2 separate regions of the Salmo salar genome follow, and region 1 is linked to region 2. Evidence: chromatin contacts called from public Hi-C data. All regions are on one chromosome and are shown on one strand. Each heading gives the region's core, a stretch centred on a gene start, on an enhancer-like site or on the middle of the called end of the contact. The rest is flanking DNA. Distances are from core to core; before and after follow the strand shown. Region 1 holds the start of LOC106587685 (biogenesis of lysosome-related organelles complex 1 subunit 6). Region 2 has its middle 7.3 kb from the start of psl2.

The links. Hi-C and Micro-C count contacts between places; a contact is called where the count stands out from the background.
Region 1: a contact with region 2 is called in a Hi-C map of gill, with 3 times the contacts expected there. The contact joins the promoter of LOC106587685 here to the enhancer-like site in region 2. A contact is called at or near these places in 2 of 3 Hi-C or Micro-C datasets (blood and gill).

The regions. Positions count from the first base shown.
Region 1 is chrssa26:32,460,461-32,463,160 of Ssal_v3.1, reverse strand. LOC106587685 (biogenesis of lysosome-related organelles complex 1 subunit 6) reads left to right here and starts at 1,439. Exons shown (of 7, transcript XR_001324491.2): 1 at 1,439-1,721; 2 at 2,650-2,700. LOC106587684 (zinc transporter 4) reads right to left here and starts at 1,998. Exons shown (of 8, transcript XM_014176271.2): 1 at 1,976-1,998; 2 at 355-910. The coding sequence starts at 763.
Region 2 is chrssa26:32,421,503-32,424,202 of Ssal_v3.1, reverse strand. No RefSeq gene overlaps it. Among protein-coding and RNA genes, the nearest start is that of psl2, 7.3 kb to the right of the region's middle. Within about 2 kb of position 1,287, at least 9 of the 13 cell types and tissues checked have an H3K27ac peak or open chromatin away from gene starts, as enhancers often do. A contact at or near this core is called in gill, where this site is marked.

The DNA of each region.
Region 1 (2,700 bases), core at 190-2,689, 39 kb before region 2:
GGTCCTGGAGAACTACAGGGCCTACACTGTGCAGACTTCAGTTTCAGCCCTTCACTAACACTCTTCATTCACCTAATAAGAGGTGTTGATGATTAGTTAGTTAGTGGAATCAGCTGTGCTCTAGCGCTGGGCTTGCAGTGCAACCGCAGTACCTCTCCAGGACCAGCGCTAGTGAGTAGGTCCACTCAGGGTACTTCAGTTTGGAACTTGGAAGTCAATGCTCCAAACATCATACCAAATTGATTTGATTGGAACTTGAAGGCCACAGCTTTAACCTCACAGTACTAACAGTGTATAATGAGAGTTTGTAGTCAGTCCTGTAACAGACTAGTGTAGTGTGTTTTGTCTGCTCACCTATCAGTTCTCCAATCATGAAGAGAAAATACAACACTGAGGCGCATGCCAACTTCTTCATCACTCTCCTCCGTTTAACCCCCTCTCTCTTCCTCGTGCAGCTCTCACACTGCGACCGGTCCATGTTGACACCGGGGCTCCCCAAGCTCCCCGAGGACGAGTCGAGCAGCGAATCGTCATCATCCACCACCACTGTGTTCACCGCGACGCCGTTCGACGGTGCCCCTGCTGCGTAGTCCTCCATCTCACCGGAAACCACCACTTTGAGTTTGTTGAACTTGGGCGCCTCATCCTCCGCGAGCTCGTCCCCGGAGAGGTCAAAGGGCGCCGTGTCGCTCAGGTCCCAGTCCTCAGGCTCCTTCCTAAAGGCGGACCGCACCTTGCTCATGAAGCTCGCACCACCTGACATCGTTAACGCCAGTTGTTGACAGGTCAGGAGCTGTTAACTTTCAATTATACCGGTCTGAGTTTGGTGTGCTTCTCACCAATGTCACCATGCGGCCGTCTTATAACGTACTGAATCAGTGGTTGTAACGTTACATCTGTGTTGACACACCTGAAACATGGAAATAATTCATCATTAACAGAAAGAAAGAACACGTCCTATCGTTACTTAGAACACATCCAATGTCTTAAAACGGCACAGTATAATAAATATGATTTATTTTAAATGTAATAGCTAACTGCACACCAGGTTGACATTTAAGTATGTTTCGATCGTCTACCCGTGTAACAGAATACTCCGAGGTGGACATGGATTTAAGGAAGCCTACATATTCAATATTTCATGCACTGAAAACGATAACCATTCCATTTCAGAGAATTCTGATGATTCGAGGGGAACTTCAATGGGGGATAACAGCACCTCCAACAGAAAAGCACAAACAATGCATCCACACTCGGCTGAATCAAAACAGCTTGCTTGTTGTCTGCATGCAAATCCCTCGTTGTCATTAAAGAATTTAACGTTGAAAACAACAATCTTGTTGACTACACACAATAATGTCTGGCAACAACTCATCCGTCCAACAAATCGATTCACCATTGACAGAAGAGGGGAGGCTTGATTGGTTAGCCAACCTAGCTCGGAGACTCGAGTTTTTAACTGAGCTGAAAACATAACAATCCTCTTAGAACAGCGTTAAAATTACCGATCGTCAGCCTTTTCTAGGGGAGACCATTTCCTCACTGTGATTCGGTTCAAAACCATTTCTCTAACATCAACATCGCACCGTTAATAGTTTGAGAAACAAGTAATCAAGCTATATTCGTTCAAACAGGAAGTCCAAACACAGTCACATGAGTGACGCCCTGTCACATGATGTTTTCCAGACGTTGCCGTTGTTGATGGAGAGCTAATTTCAAAGGTAAAGGGTTCAAAATCATCTGTATATTTTACAATATATCATGATTGCCTCCATTTGAAATGACTTGAATGTGTTTTGCTGCCCTAGCTAACTGTAGAGTGGACAGCATTTCTAGATTTATTCAGAATGGCATAGCTAGCTAGCATAGCCAGGCACCATAGCGCTCTCCTAGACGTGCTGATATCAAACTAGCTAGCTAGTTGATCTATTTTATTGATACCTGGTTGTGTTGTCTTAGTCAGGCATTCACTTACAAAGGACATTCAGCCAGAGCTTGCCAATCCTTCCCTGAATAACTACTGGCTTTTCAGGCATTTGCTCCAGCCCTACTGTAACACACCTGATTCTACTAATCACCTTTGATCAGCTGAATCAGGCTTTTTAGAGCAGGGCTGGAATAAAAGTCTGCACACTTCTCCAAGAGGAAGTGGGTTTGCAACCCCTCAGTAGGTTCAAGGGTCCAAGTGGCTAACATCTCCAGTGTTTCCCCTATATTAATTTATCAGTGGTTGGGCAGAATAAAACAAGAAATAATAGTTAACTATTAACAGTTCATATTGTGTTAACTCATACCCAAATAATGTTGTTGACTCATCCTATACTTGTATTTGCATAAAATAAAAAACCCACCTCAAACTTTAAAAAAATGCTTGCTATTTTGTCATATAGTGTGATGTAATACTCCTCAGAAGGATTAGCTGGCCAATCAGCAGTCCACCTGCATGAATATTTTTAATAACCAGTATACGCCCACACCATTCCAACACAGAAAAGCTTTGTTGACATACTTCATTACCATTTTTTGTAAGGAAAACTATTTCACTGATATTGTAAGTAATTATAGGTCATATTTCATAGAAATCTGGAAACACCAGGCACACCGCTAAACATTGCTAATTTTGCCACTGCTGCTGCTTGCTTTCTTTAGGCTGTAGAATCAGACAGTGATGTCCAACATGGAGACAGAGGGGAGGGCAGA
Region 2 (2,700 bases), core at 38-2,537:
TACTGGTCCCCCGTGGGAATCGAACCCACAAACCTGGCATTGCACACACCATGCTCTTCCAACTGAGCCACAGGGAAGACTATATGTGACGGCATACACTTAAACACTCCATGCGTGGTGTAACTGTTCCAGAGTCAAGTTATGCCCAATTGGAGTCATTGTGTACAGTGAGTGAGAGATTGCAATACACCTTGTTCTGTTTGGCTACAAACTTTTTTTTATTATGTGAGTAGATCTGCCCTCTGCTGGGCAATATTGAGACACCACTAGTGACATGAACTTGATGAGGCTTGCCTTGCTGTCACCCGCTGTCACCCGGTACAATATGCAGAAATCGCTTCACCATTTATTTCCTGGTAGCTAAAATTCTAATAATTTTCCTAATTTCAGTTTGTGAATCATTGTACCATCTAAACAGTTGTGAAATATATTTTCAATAACCAAAAATATTGTATGTTCAGCTGTTTGAAGCTGGTGTACAAAACCAAAAGTAAAAGATGCAAAAATGAAACTTAAGAACGGGAAGCATAGAAGTGGCATACATAGAACATATCTACTGCTTGTTAGAATTGCTTTCAATGATGACAAATCTATAACTCACATTTCTATGTGAATTTCGTTGGCAGTACAAGAAGTTACATATGCATCTTTAATAGACCTCACCTTGTCTTTCTTTTCCCCCAACTCAGTTAAGCCAAAATCACGCCTGTTATCAGAGAGGCGTTCTACAACGCTTTGAGCGCTCTCCATGTCTGGAAGTGAATATCACGTAGCGCGAAATTTCAGTCACTAATTAATAACATTGGCCCTTGTATTTCAAGATTGAAAAATATAATAAAATAATGTAGTGGACAGAGCTAGCCATTAATGTCAGATTCAATGGCTGTAGCATAGCGTATTCGACTGAATGATTAGCTCATAAAAATTTCAGAAATTATGAATAATAAGCATATGCTTTTACCTGATAATAGACTACGAATGATAATATAACAACGTCAAATACCGAGTTAGTAACGTTAAGTAGCCTAGGTAAACTTAGCTGACCTTCAATTGAGGGAATTCAGCAGAGTTCTGATACATTTTTACAACTCATTGAAACTCTGAAAATGAATACATGGGCAAATGTTACCAAACATGATAATAATAGGCCTGCATTATGGTAGGCAGCTAATTGTTAAGTTACATTTTCCATCCTCACCTTGGAAGGCCACTGGCTCTGCACTGATCGCCTGTGAGTGAGACAACGCTAACTAGCCAATGGGAGCGTAGCAGAATCCCTCTGAATAACGGGGCGTGGTTTTGGCTTAACTGCGTTGGGAAAAAGAAAGACGCGAGCTCACCTGCTTGTAGACCTAAAACCCGGAAATGAGTTACCATTCTTATGGCGAAAATTAATGAGGAAAGAGTAGGCTTTTGGGATAAACGCGAAAATAAAGTCTGAGGTTAATACAGGCTTAGGATATCTTATACGTTTTGTTCTACGAGATAATATTAGTCAGTTAACATTACCTTTATTAATTATGATGCATTTACGTGATTTTTCTAATTACACAAATGCTTCCAAATTCACAGAAAATGACGTTAGATGATGATTATCTCATCGAAGAAAACATGTTTACCACATACCTTAATACAAAAACTATTTGTCCATAGAACCATGTCAGAGTTAGTTCCTACAAAAATACGCCATTACGATAGAAAACAAAAACTGTATCAAGAAATTATCTCAACATTGGAAAAATTGCCAATTTGTATTAGTAAAAAATAAAAGAAGCACGAGAGTTTCGCAAGAATTGTCTGCTTTTTATTGAATAAGTCTGCTTTTACGTAATATTGTTTCATTGAACACCATATCCCAGAAAGCATTGCGCCAAGGCAAAGCAGGAAGATATTTTTTCGTCTGCAACTTCGGGAAGTTAGCCAGCAGGTATGTCTCTTTTACCTTCTTTTTGTACCCCCACAAATCTATCTAATTAACTTAAAGCTCATTTGAAATTTGTCCCAACCTTCACAGTTCACAGCTACGTGTAGATGTATTTCCAAAATTGGTCCTCTTTCAAGTTTCAGAGTACAGTTTACTGATTTAGCAACCGGTAGTTAGCGGTTAGGTAGCTAACTTACTTAGCTGTCAGTTTGAAAACCGCAACCTCGCTCTTTCCTGCTTGTGTCTTCAGGCCGCTCTGCGCTAGAGAAACCCTGAAATAAGTTGAATCTTCTTGGCCTATTTCAATTAAACGACTTTGGCAATGAAATAGTACCTACTACTGTAAGAGATTATCGAGCTAGTGGCAGTACTACAAATATGGTTCCTCCCTAGTTGGTGAATTGTTTGTAATCACTACAACCCACAGTTCAGTCTCATTTGGTTAATATCTGAGATCAATGGTTCTAAATCTGTTTGGGCTTCAATGTCATTAACAACACCTTAGATCATTGACGACCATACAAGTATTTTTAGCTACTCAACAACACCTGTCCTGGTCTTTAATGAAACATGTAAATAGTTAGTGGATTTGTAGACTTCTCTAGTTTGTAGTAGAGATTGTAAAAACACTATAGTAGAGAAGATGGTATCGAGTAATGACATTGTCTCAGTCTCAACTGTTCCAGGGTGAAATGAATAGCCTAGTTCCCCAAGTAAACAAAAGTATTTTATTCTAACTCTATCACCATCATCTGTGGAGGGCGAGGCAGAGGCGT